Regions from separate parts of the Zea mays genome. Here region 1 is linked to region 2. The links are chromatin contacts, called in public Hi-C maps. All regions are on one chromosome and are shown on one strand. The core of a region is the stretch at or near the end of the contact, and the rest is flanking DNA. Distances in the headings are between cores, read along the strand shown.

Evidence for each region. A called contact is a pair of places that touch in the nucleus more often than the background predicts.
Region 1: a contact with region 2 is called in a Hi-C map of tassel, with 7 times the contacts expected there. The contact joins two enhancer-like sites. A contact is called at or near these places in 2 of 25 Hi-C or Micro-C datasets (ear and tassel).

Annotation. Positions count from the first base shown.
Region 1 is chr3:70,242,458-70,249,317 of Zm-B73-REFERENCE-NAM-5.0, reverse strand. No RefSeq gene overlaps it. Among protein-coding and RNA genes, the nearest start is that of LOC103650190, 40 kb to the left of the region's middle. Within about 2 kb of position 1,472, at least 19 of the 20 cell types and tissues checked have an H3K27ac peak or open chromatin away from gene starts, as enhancers often do. A contact at or near this core is called in ear and tassel, where this site is marked.
Region 2 is chr3:69,941,069-69,947,179 of Zm-B73-REFERENCE-NAM-5.0, reverse strand. No RefSeq gene overlaps it. Among protein-coding and RNA genes, the nearest start is that of LOC103650188, 8.4 kb to the right of the region's middle. Within about 2 kb of position 2,034, at least 16 of the 20 cell types and tissues checked have an H3K27ac peak or open chromatin away from gene starts, as enhancers often do. A contact at or near this core is called in ear and tassel, where this site is marked.

The sequences.
Region 1 (6,860 bases), core at 223-2,722, 300 kb before region 2:
ACCTTATCCTTCCATTTTATCCTAACCACTTTGCTTATCTCATCCTAAAGTAACGAAATGATCTAATCCAAATTAATTAAATCTTATCTAGTCTAAACTAGTCATACCAATCTAGTCTAGATCTCATTTGAGCTAAGGCAAACTAATGTGATCTAATCCAGTCTTACCTAATACTAATCAGACCAATCTAATCTAATAAGACCTAGTCTAATTGGCTCATATTTTTAGTACCTATCTAGTGGGTAGAGTAAATTAAACCGGATTAGTTAATATATCAAACTCTACACCTATAAACTCTTTTCCCACCTAGATCACTAAGTCCTAAATTGGTGTCTTATACCTACTCGGCCATGCAAAACTACCTAACCTACCTGATAGGATACCTAAATCCACTTACCCAAAATCAAAGTAAACCATGTTTAACCTACCCACCCCATGTACCCATGATTATCTTAGTTATATGTCCCTAACTCGGATGGTAACTCCAAGATTGAAGACCGAAGATGATCAACCTCATCAAGGAAGGATAAGCACCAACTCAAGTCCTCAAAGACCAAGCTGGATCACCAGATGAGTCAAGATCCACTATCCATGATGGAGTCTTTCCTTGCCAAAATCTTTCTTTCTTATACTTGTGTTGATCTTTCTTACCCTAACTTTCTTTACTAATAGCTAAAACATGATTATAAGGTACCCATGCTATCCTAGTCACCTACTAATTAGTCTTAAAATAAATAAAAACTTTATGGTTTGGTACCAATTGAAAACTAGAAGCTAAATACAAAGAAAACCTTCTATATCCCTTTTCTTAGTAATCTCGAGGACGAGATTATTTTTAAGGAGGTAGAATTTGTAACACCTCAAAATTCTACTTTTGGAAATATAGTAAACTCTCTATAGGCTACGAATTGGAGTACCTTTTTATCATATCTTTCTTACCTTTGAAGTTACTAAAAAAAGGTTTCTAATAAAAGATTAAATGAAAAGGATCCCTATGTGAACTAAGTTATTCCTTTGCTAAAACTATATAAGAGCTCCTTAAGGATTTAAGTTAAACCATCTCTTAATAAAGCATTCTATACACTAGAATTTATCCTTCGTAAAAATACCTATTTTTTGGGGTGTTTCGAAATCCATACTTAAAAGCAATTGTTTAATAGGTAATAATATAAATATAATAAAATCTTTGCATTCCGTGATGGAGTTTTTGTTGTGCATCTTAATTGAAGTTTAAAATTGGAACACAGAATCAAATTTAAAATTGGATTTGTGAATTGAAAATAGAAATTAAACCAAAGGAAAAAGAAAAGAGAGCTGAAATAAAAAAGAAATAAAATCAAACCTGCCTAGGCCGAATTACCCCCACGCGGCCCAGCTCCATTTCACCTCCCGCTTGCCCATAAACTGTGTGCCTGCGCTGCACTAGGGCGCCGATGGGTGGGTCCCACATGTCGGCCACATCTCGTGCCTACACTGACACTTGCGCCCGTCACTGCACCGTGGGGCCATAATGTCATGCTCTATTGCTCTCACCTCCCTAGTGTGCTTTGTTCCTCTGGCTGGCGCGTGGACCCACTTGTCAGATGTATCTCCCCCGCAAAACCAGCACGGACGCCGGTAACAGAAACCGTGGGCATCGCACGCATATGCACGCCGCCAGGACCTATAACTGGGCTATATATATTGACCCATTCGAGCCTCCCTTCCCGTCAAGACGAAGACCTCGATCCTGCATCAAGTTTATTTCCCATCTTTTGGAATAGGTAGTGGAGGGACCCTTTTGTGGCTGTTCTGTGGGGAATTGAGTTGGATCTCCTATAGATAGGCTTCAAGTTTATTCTCCAGGCCTCCATCCTGCATCAAGTCAACCTTTTAGATAGGCTTCAAGTTTGCTTCATTTACTTCCCTAAACCCTAAACCATCCACAGTAATTCCCCCCATGATCAAGTTATTCTTATCCGCAACTTACCTAGAATCCCTAGGAATAGGTAGTGGAGGGACATCTTTTCTTCAGATCTTTTGGACAAGCCCTGAACTGCTAGTGCTCGACTGAATCACCTAGATTCATCTCCTCTGTTCTCCCAACTCTGAATAAGGATAGGCCAACCTCACTACCCCAAAACTATTCACCAACATAGCTCTTTTAGGTTGCTATAGCACTGCCAGGCCAACAATGCATAGATTCAAAGTTATGGTGTCTCCAAAGTCTAGCACACACATTGAACCCAGTTTCAGTTGACTGAAACTACAACAGACTGCAACAGTCTAACAACCAAGGTTTGGATGCCTTTTACTTAAGATTTTACACAACACTAAGCTCAGTACTCCACAAGAAACTTGTTAACCCTTCCATGATCTACCACTTTACTACAAACACTACGCTCCAAAACCTTATAGATTGGTCACAAAGAAGCTCCGAAGTGGGCACAACTCACTGACAGAACTACACTTGTCTGAACAAAGTTAGATAATAGACGTTGTCTGTCTACCCATCTTGAAGTAAGATTTTGCCCTAGTTACAAACAACTTTAGGGGTAGAAATTTTAACCAAACTTACTCTTCGACTATAGTTCTACCACTTTGCTATAGGAGATCCAACTTAATTCCCCACAGAACAACCACAAAAGGGGTCTGAACATGGCTACAAAACACTGAAAATTAGGACTTAGATACTATACTGAGCTGAGTCTGAAATTTAAATTCTGATAGCTCCACTTTGGACATGTTTTTTACCCAGTTCCATGCAGCTTTATGGCTACTATACTGAATAAAAGTTGTTCTCCTATAATTACTCTACAAGTTTTCCATAATGACTACTAGTTAAAATCTTATGAATTTAAAACTACAGAGGTTCAAAATTTGCTCATTGTCACTATCTTTAGAAAACCCAAAACTGAGTAAATTCTGAATTTTGCAAATTACATCACGTTTCTCTTCAAAACATGAAAATCTCAACACATGAAAGTTGTTTGGTTTCGGGAACTCTACAACTTTGGTGTTTTAAATTTTGGCAAAACTCAAGTAGATCACTGGGTTCACCTTTGAGGCCTTGAATCCAACTTCTAAAGTACTTAAACACACTTAAGTCTTTCACACACTTTAGCCCACCTTTAAGAGGAAGAACTTCTCTACTAAACACACCATCTTTTACCCTAGTGAATGCATTCTAGGTGTATTACAAATACAATAATGCCAATGCATATGATGACATGTCAAGTTTTAGTTACCGTAACACCAGGGGTGTTACAGGCTACCAACCCGCCTTGTTTGTCACTTCCAACCCATATTCACTCTCTTTGTTTTGAAAACCCATTGTGTACCTATGGAATGAAACTTCGAAGGAGGTGGCACCAAAAGCCAAGCCTGATTTTTGTCAAAATTTTCAAGCTCCTCATGCATAGCATTGACCCAGTTAGGATCAGACAAAGTTTGTCCAACATCCTAGGGCTCAAAAGAAGCAACAAAAGTTGAGTGAGCAAAATGAGACATCTACTAATACCTGGAGCGAGTGACTCACTCATCAATCTCACCAATCAACTGTTGAAGAGGGTGATCGCGCTGGACATGTCGTGGAGCCATCCTCGAGAGGTGGCCTCCCCCTCAACAGTAGCCTCAACTCCTCATTCTCGGTAGGAATTGGCTCAATCGGACACCAAGTGGTGGAAGAAGTGGGATCGAGTCCATCAGCCAAAGTAGTGGAAGCAGGCTCGACTGGGGCAGCCGGTGGAGTCGGCTCGGGATCACCCCAATCGGCGTCATCGTGCTCCTCCTCCACAAAGATGGTATGTCACATGTGATCTGGACTTGTAGGCTCAAAGACAGGGGATGGACAAGGTGCAGTCTCATTGAATGTAACCTCACAAGTCTCCATAATGCGGTTAGTCTCCAGGTTAAGAACACAATAAGCATGAGAATGTAATGCATAACCTAAGAAAACCCCATCAGAAGACCGAGACTCAAATTTGTCCAAATTTCCCTGTTTGAGCACAAAGCATCTGCAGCCAAACACTTTGAAATGACTAACCTTGGACTGTCATCCAAACCGCAACTCATATGAAGTATTGTTCAAGAAAGCTCAAAGAAAGATGTGATTCGACACATGGCAGGTAGCAGTGACCGCTTTGGGCCAAAAGCTCCTGGGAGTCATATGCTCATCAAGCATCGTCCTGGCCATCTCAACAAGGGTCCGACTCTTGTGATCAACAATGCCATTCTCCTAAGGCACATACGGAGAGAAAAACTTATGCTCATGTCCCAAAGAAGCACAAAAGGTCTCAAAATGATTATTTTTGAATTTTGTGCCATTGTCAATGCGTATAGCTCTCATAGCATTCTTGGGAAACTCATCTTGCAACCTAAGAATCAAATCTTGAGCATGATTGAAGGCCTCATCCTTCACCTTCATGAAGAACACCCAAGAATAGCGAGAAAAATCATCAACGACCACAAGCACATACTGTTGGGGGCCTTCGGCTTCCGAAGGTCCTCAAAAACGTAATTTGACCATGTTTTCCAAGAGAAATATGTGGACAGGTACCTTCGAAGACAGATTGCGAGTGTACAAGAACATGGTTAAGACAAAGCTTGACTGGGACGGCGATCACGACGAAGGATAAGACAATCACGAAGCTGTGTGTAGAAGAGCTTCGGTATAACGGCAGGAAGAGGAAACCGACTTAAAGATGAAAAGCCGAATCAGACCTTGAAGAATTACTATAGAGTTATTGATAAATGTAAGGGGCATTAATGTAATTTTGCATGGGCTGCGACCCGTGCTTATAAATAGGTGAACAGTATTCCCGTACTGGACGCGCTGACTTGGCATCTACTTTTGCGTCACACCTGTATTCTTATTCCTTCAAGCCGAAGGTACACTTGTAATTTATTATTGTTTACACAAGTAATATAAATGAAAATAAGTTGATAATTATGTTCATCTAAATTATGTTATTCCTGGTACTTTGCATGAATATTGTTCATTTCTTTATCATGATCATGAAGGTATGTCCTTCGTGACCTTCGTCTTAGGTTCATTATATTCGAAGGAAAATAATGATCTAAAGGACGAAGGGCTTCGATATTTAACATTTTATGTTGCCTTGTTCTTGATTCATAGCATTTGAGAACAAGTCCCCAACATTGGCGCCCACCTCCGGTGAACTCACTTCCATTTTTTGAGTCTTGAACACTTTCGGCAAGCATCACCTTCGTCATGCCGCCGAAAAAAGCTTCAGCGACAGGGGCTGGTACTTTACAGCCGCTGGATCCCAATCAGGATGTCCTTTCTCTTAAAGAGGCCCGAAGCCAGAAGAGGAAGGCTGTCAGTCCAACACCTCCGGAGGATGACCTAGATCAAGAAATCCAAAACCTGGAGATCCTTCAGCAGCAGGTTCAACGCAAGAAGGAGAAGATGGCTCGTCTAGCTGATCTTCAGAGACAGATAGACAAAGCTTCTGAAGAGGTTCGTCATCTTGTTCAAGATGATCAAAGCCGAAGGCCTCCACGCTGAGAGCTTCATCAGGAAGGCTTCCACAATGAGGATGACTGGTATGAAGATTTCCATCATGGAAACTTTGCTTTTGATGATGCTTCTCCTCTTTCAACAGAATTGCAGGCTACACCATGGCCACAGTCTTACAAGCCACCCCAGCTCCCCATGTATGACGGTCACTCAGACCCGAAGCAATTCCTAATGAGCTATGAAGCGACAATATCTTCGTATGGTGGCAATACGGCAGTCATGGCAAAATCTTTTGTCATGGCCGTCAGGAGCGTTGCTCAGACTTGGTACTCATCCCTTCAGCCAGGGACAATCACTTCTTGGCAGAAATTGAAGGATATGCTGGTAACTAGCTTCCAAGGGTTTCAGACAAAGCCAGTCACCGCTCAGGCTCTCTTCCAATGTACCCAGGACCACGAAGAGTACCTTCAGGCCTATGTCCGGAGGTTTCTGCGTCTGAGGGCACAAGCGCCAACAGTGCCCAATGAAATTGTCATTGAGGCCATGATTAAGGGGCTTCGGCCGGGACCATCAGCGCAGTACTTTGCCAGGAAGCCACCACAAACGTTGGAGAAGCTGCTCCAGAAGATGGACGAATACATTCGAGCTGACAATGACTTCCGCCAAAGAAGGGAGGAAGCATTCAGGTTTTCTGAAATGATCAGGGGCTTCGGAGGAAGATTTCACCCGAGGCATGTTAGGTCAATCCATAACTCTGCTCAAACTGATGATCGAGGAAGCCAGCAGCAAAGGCCACAACACTCCTCACAAGCTTCGGCCCAACAGCAGAATTCTTTTCGGCCGCCAGCGCCAAGGGGTAGAGGCGCCAGGGGCTTCGGGGGAAGGTTTGGAGACCAGCCAAGAAAAATATATTGCCTATTCTGTGGTGAAGACAAGGGCCATACTACCAGGATGTGCCATGTTACCATCCAGAAGCAGAAGGAAATAGCAGAAGCAGCAGCGCAACAGAGTCAGCCGAAGCAGGTCATGCATACTGCTTCGTATCACTCACCTTATATTCCAGAATATGTAGGCAACCACCCTGCAGCTTCTATTGCTTCGGCAAGCCAATCCCAAGCGTCCTGGCAGCAACCTCCACCGCCACCGCCGATTCAAAGAGGTCAGCAGCCAGAAGGGAGTCAACACACTAACCTTCAGTGGGATTTCAGAGAGGAGTCCGAAGCTCGCACAGTCAATAGCACTGTGCCATAGTCAAAGCACATTTACTGACGAATATCCTACCTCAACAGCAGTTCTTTTGCATTTTCTACATTGCCTATTACCCTTTTGTTAATAAGGAACAATTATGAAGAGTTTAAATGTCTTTAATTGAATTTCAATTTCATGTAATACTCCCGTC
Region 2 (6,111 bases), core at 785-3,284:
TCTGCAGAGGTTGCACATCATCACCCACAAGCCATGTTACCCATTTGTCAAGGGGCCTCGAACCTCATTCATCTCTACCGAGGAGACGAGGCGGTGTAGAATTACGAGGTCTTTCCAAAGTTCCACTAGATGATAGAACCCGCTACAGTTTCCGGACTGAAGGCGATATAGGAAACCATCGTCCAAAAAGCTATACAGACAGTCCGACCAGAGGACATCCCTATACCTGCACTCCTCCATCCCTGCTTGCCTCTTTCGGGAAAGGATTAACTCATACTAGCTTTCTTAATTAATTAGCCAAGGGCGTCCCATTCCACCCTTGTGGTAGCACTGTTTTCTCGACTTGTTGTTCCATGTTCCAATTAACCACAATAATCTTATCATGAACAATAAATAATCAATTTTGAGTAATAAGTATGATGATGATTCATAAATAGCATAGCACCAAAAACCACATAGAGCAATAGAAAGTCTACCCAATAGTTCATTTGTAAGCAAGGTGTAGGGTGAACAAAACTAGGGTAACCTATTAGGCCCCATCAAATTAACATGATCATGTCACAGTGATTATAGAGAACATTATTAGGTAAAGAAAAGTGATCAAGGGCACAACTTTCCTTATACTTACGATAATCTTGTAGTCGAGATGCCTCCCCAAAAGTTGGGCTTCAGATTACTCGTCACCTCGCCTCTACTAGTAGCAATACATACAATCTAGTAAATAATGGATATGGTAACATTAAACCAAAGAAGGAAACAAACCACACATTAGTATTCTACAAGTCTCTACGAGATAGTAGGTTTGAGAGTCACTAAAATCGGAGTTAAAACAAAGAAGTTATGAATAGAACAAGATTTGTGGGCACAATTGATCTAATAGTTGGGATCTAACAAATATTGCATTTAAACTAAGTATGTATTAAATTGAAATATTTGAGTTGGTATTAATTACTTTAACAATTATTTATGAAAACGTAGGTTAGAATTAAAATTATATTAACTAGATTGCCTAGCTAATTAACATTAGTTAAACAAGTAATTAATTAATTAATTAATTAATTAAAACATGGGGTGTGATTGAAACATTGTCATTACTACTAATATAAATTTAATATGAACCTAATGCAATTTGCAAATTAAAATAAATTATTTTGATCCAGAAGATATCGTATTTTTAATAAATTAGTAGGGCTGCACAAAAATAGGTGACACACAATCTGCTTGGTTAAATCAGTTTGTTAAAGGTGGGAAAAGGCATGCTCTTACCTTTGTCAACTTATCATGATTGTACTTACTATTGAATTTGTTCTGCATGACATTCTTGTATGTAAAATGATATGTGGTGGTGGTTATCTATCAGGCGGGGAAGCGTCAAGTCTATCACGCTGGAAAGACTCCTAACTACCACCAACTTACCTTCCAATCAAGTCCTTCGATCTTACGCTGCTGGACATCTCAGTTTTTGACGATCAACCGGAGATCCGATCGATGAACCGGAAGCGCGGTGACAAACCACTAGCCGAGCCGGTAACAGTGATGTTCTGGGTTGCCCTGAAAGATGAACGGACGTAGCTAAATTTCTCGCCGGAGTAGTTGCAAAAGTTGCATAGTAACTCAAACTTCGATCGATGAGATAGTTATAACGGCTTATTGCTACGAGTATAGATATATGGCGGCGGTCTACTGTAGCTTGGATGGCTACGGCCTGCTCTCTCTCTCGCTTGAACTTAGCAGCGGCTCCTGGTTTCCTCGCCGTGGACATAGACCAGAGGCATGTGATGGCCAAAGGGACGTCGTTGTGGATTATATACTCCGGAGCCTGGTCAGGAGCGATCTGTTGGCAAAGATATATATGCACGGATACGACAGTAACGGAATTTCCACATCGTCTGGTTCGTTTGCAACTGATATGAGCCGGGAACGTAGTTGACCCCGCGGCCCCACACGCCAGCGATGCTAGAAACACGGGCAAGCGACTGGATATGTTGGGGCACGGCCCTTCCTACGGCAACAAATGAATAGAAAAATGCGTTGAGGTCATGCCTATGCCATGATGACATAAGCCACGACAAAAAAATAAAATAAAAGAAGACGACGTGGGCTGCATACTGGGCGAAGGTGGCTATGAGCACATGTGAGTTTTTCTCTTTTCTCTCTTTTTTCTATTTCAAATTTCTATTTCATACAGAAATTCCATATTCAAATCTAAGTTCAAGTTTAAAATTCAAATTAAATACAAAATTTCAGCATGAAATGCAACAATATTTGCATTAATTATTTTGTTCATTTATTTAGGCAAATGTTTCGAATATAAAATGCACACACATACATTATTTAGGTTAGGAAACTACTTTTCTTGTACGTATACCATAATCAAAAGTACATAAAAAACAATATTCATTACTCAATCTTCATCATATATATATATATATATATATATATATATATATATATATATATATATATATATATATATATATATATATATATATATATATATATTCCACACATAGATTATTGAGTCCTTAAAGTACTTGTAATTATATAGTTCATGCATGGAATAACCTACTCTAATTGACATTCTTTCTAATATTTTTTTTCTGGGTTTCAAATTAAATTTAAGCTTTAAGGACTCAATCTACTTTAAACACTAAAATTTAGGGTTACAATTTATTTATTTCAGTAAAGGTAATTTCCTAGGTATAATACTTATTAGAAGACACTTTAATTTGATTGTTTTTGGAAAAACCTTACTAAACCCAAAATCAGGATTTTGGGGTGTTATAATTTCTACCCCTTACAAATAATCTCGCCCTCGAGATTTAATAGGAAAGGGATGTAGATGGTTTGTTTGTAATTGAGCTTCTAGTTTTCCATTGGTTTAAACTAGAAAGTTTTTTCATCCTTAATACTAATTAGCGGTGATTAGGAAGGTATGAGTTTTTTTAGTCTAACCACCAAATATTTAGGATAAGAGATGGATAGGTTAGGGTGAGAAAGGCTAGAGAAAGGAAAAGATTCCATCTCGGATGATCATGACTCATCTCGCGATCTGGTTTGACTCTTATCCTTCGTTGTCGAGGTTGGTCTCTTCCTTTTTGGGTGTTGGTGTTACCATCAGAGTTAAATTTCCTCAATTTTGGTGTTACCATAGCCAGGGACATATAGTCGAGATAGGCTAGGGACATATTGTCGAGATAGGTCAGGGACCCTCGGTATTGGTGTTACCATAGCCAGGGACATATAGGTGAGCTCACTTATGGTGGGAGCTCATCAAGTGGAGTGAAAATGCAAAGTTAATAAGGTAAGGCTAAAGTTTAATGTGATTAGCATTTTAGTTGGTCAATATATTATTAAGAACAATTGTTTACTAAGTATAAGTATATACCCAACCCATCACTACAGGAAACGCATAAAATTTCGTGGGCCCGGATATTTTCGTCGGCCGGCCCACGAAAATAAGGAAGGTATTTTCGTCGGCCTCGTCACCGACGAAAATACAGAGTATTTTCGTGGGCCGGGGGCTATATTCGTCGGCAGGCCCACGAAAATACTGAATATATTTTCGTCGGCCTCGTAACCGACGACAATCTGTGTTATTTACGTGGGCCGAGGTCGTGCCGACGAAAATACGACAACTATTTTCGTCGGCCCCACGGAGGCCTACGAAAATACAACAACTATTTTTGTCGGCCCCAATGCGGCCGACGAAAATAAAAAGCCTAAATCGCCCGCGCGCCCGCACCTTCTCTCTCGCTCGCGTGTTTCTCTCGCTCGGTCGTTTCTCTGTTTCGCCGCGCCGCCGCACGCCGCGCCGCCACCGCATGGCCGCGCCCGGCCCTCCCCTCGCGCGCTCGCACGCCGCGCCGCCACCGCACGCCGCGCGCCCGGCCCTCCCCTCGCGCGGTCGAACGCCGCGCCGCCGCCACCACTCGGTATATCCGCCTCCGCCTCCTCTACACCGCCCTGCCGCCGCAAGGATCCAACCTCCGTACGTCGCCTTCTCCGCCGCCTTTCTTCCCGAGGTACGTCATCTCCACCCCCGTCGTTGCTCACTTGCTCTGCCTGGGTACACACATACAGGGTTTAAGCTCGGGATGGATTGGGCAGCGCCACCCGAGGTTTTGCATGCACCCGACCGAAACGGAATTCCGCAAACCCTGTACGGCAATTGGCAATGGCAGAGTTACTGGGGTGGGTGAATGGTTTTGGGATAGACAATTGTTTGTGGGAGCTACGCTGGCGAAATGTAGGCTGTCTATTGTTGCAATTGCAGGATGGATGGGTAGCCTCTGGCCGGCTCTGCTAGTGTGTAGTGTTGCTGTTTGTGGTCTATTCAGGGATGCCCATGTCCATACCCATGCAGATTGCTAGGTTCCGTTCTGTCGGTACATGGTTGGTGGTGTGTCTGCGTCTTTGCTGTCACTGGGTGTAAGGTTTAAGGTGTAGTATCAGTGGGTACCCTCATGAATTAGGGGTTAAGCCCAATGTTCCTTTGTGGGTACATAATGCATGCACTTGGCCTTGTTCCCTGTTAGCTTTTGCTTATGTGTCATTCTAGCAAGTGGGGTACTTTCTTCAGAGAGAATATTTCAAACCAACATTTATCTTATTGTCGGAGCTACTGAAATTTGATTTTTATCTTACTTGCACAAGCCACACGAAACCTTACCATCCCCATGATAGAAATAGAAAAGATCAATTTGGTGATTAGTAGAATGGGTAAAAGAACCTATTGCCATTTCGGGAGCTTGTTGTTTACTCATTATTTCCCCCTGCAGTATTTTGTTTAACACATTGATATCACATGGTTAGCATATTGTTCATTATGTAGCTATCGTGCAGTATTCTGTGTTGGCAATTATCGTGTGCAGTATTCCGGGGTAGCTTCCACGCGATGCTCAGGAATTCTTTCGGCTACTCGCCGCGGGAGAAGAGAGACTGCACGAGCACACTCAGATGTCAGTTCTTGGGACTCTCACAAGACTAATGGCGATAAAGTCGAAGCACAACATTTCAAACAGTGCTTACAACGACATCGTCCAACTGATGGGCGAGGTTCTCCCGGAGAATCATAAGTTGCCAAAGAATATGTACTTCGCAAAGAAGATGTTGGCTGGTCTTGGGATGACATATGAGAAGATCGACGTGTGTCCCAACAGTTGCATGCTATTCTTTGAGGAGGATGACAAGCTGGACCATTGTAAGCATTGCGAAGCTTCTAGATATGTCGAGGTGACAAATGATGAGGGTGAATTGGTAGTTACGAAGGTCGCAGCTAAGCAACTTCGTCGGTTGCCCATCATTCCTCGGCTTTCAAGTTTGTTCCTCAACAAGGAAATAGCTCTGCATATGACGTGGCCAAAGAATGGTGTACGTCTCGTCACTGATCCAGACATAATGGTCCATCCGTCGGACTGTGATGTGTGGAAGGCATTTGACGAGTTCGATCCCGAATTTGCAAACGACCCTAGGAGTGTACGGCTTGGTCTATCGACGGACGGATTCACAGCTTTCAATACCAGTGCAAGCCCTTACTCGTGTTGGCATGTCTTCATTGTGCCATATAATCTTCCTCCTGAGTTGGTCAATAAAGAAGAGTTCATGTTCCTTGCACTAGTCATCCCAGGCCCCGAGCATCCAGGGCCAAAGCTGAATATGTTTGTTCGCCCTTTAATTGAAGAGCTGAAACAATTGTGGAGAGGTGTGAAGGCTTATGACAGCCATACTGAAAAGGAGTTTACCATGCGCGCTGCTTATTTGTGGTCAGTGCATGATCTGCTGGCGTATGGAGATTGGTCTGGATGGTGTGTTCATGGTCGGTTGTGCTGTTCCATATGTATGAATGATACGGATGCATTCAGATTGAAGCATGGTGGGAAAGTGTCATCCTTTGATGCTCATCGACGTTGGACTCCATTCAAGCATGATTTCAGGAATTCGCTTACTGCATTCAGAAGTGGAGCCAAAATCAGAAATGGGCCACCAAAGAGGCAAACTGCACCGCAGATAATGGCATGGCATGCTTGTCTGAAGCAAGGAGAAAATGATAGGTTCCAAGGCTACGGGGAGGACCACAACTGGACCCATATTTCATCAATATGGGAGCTT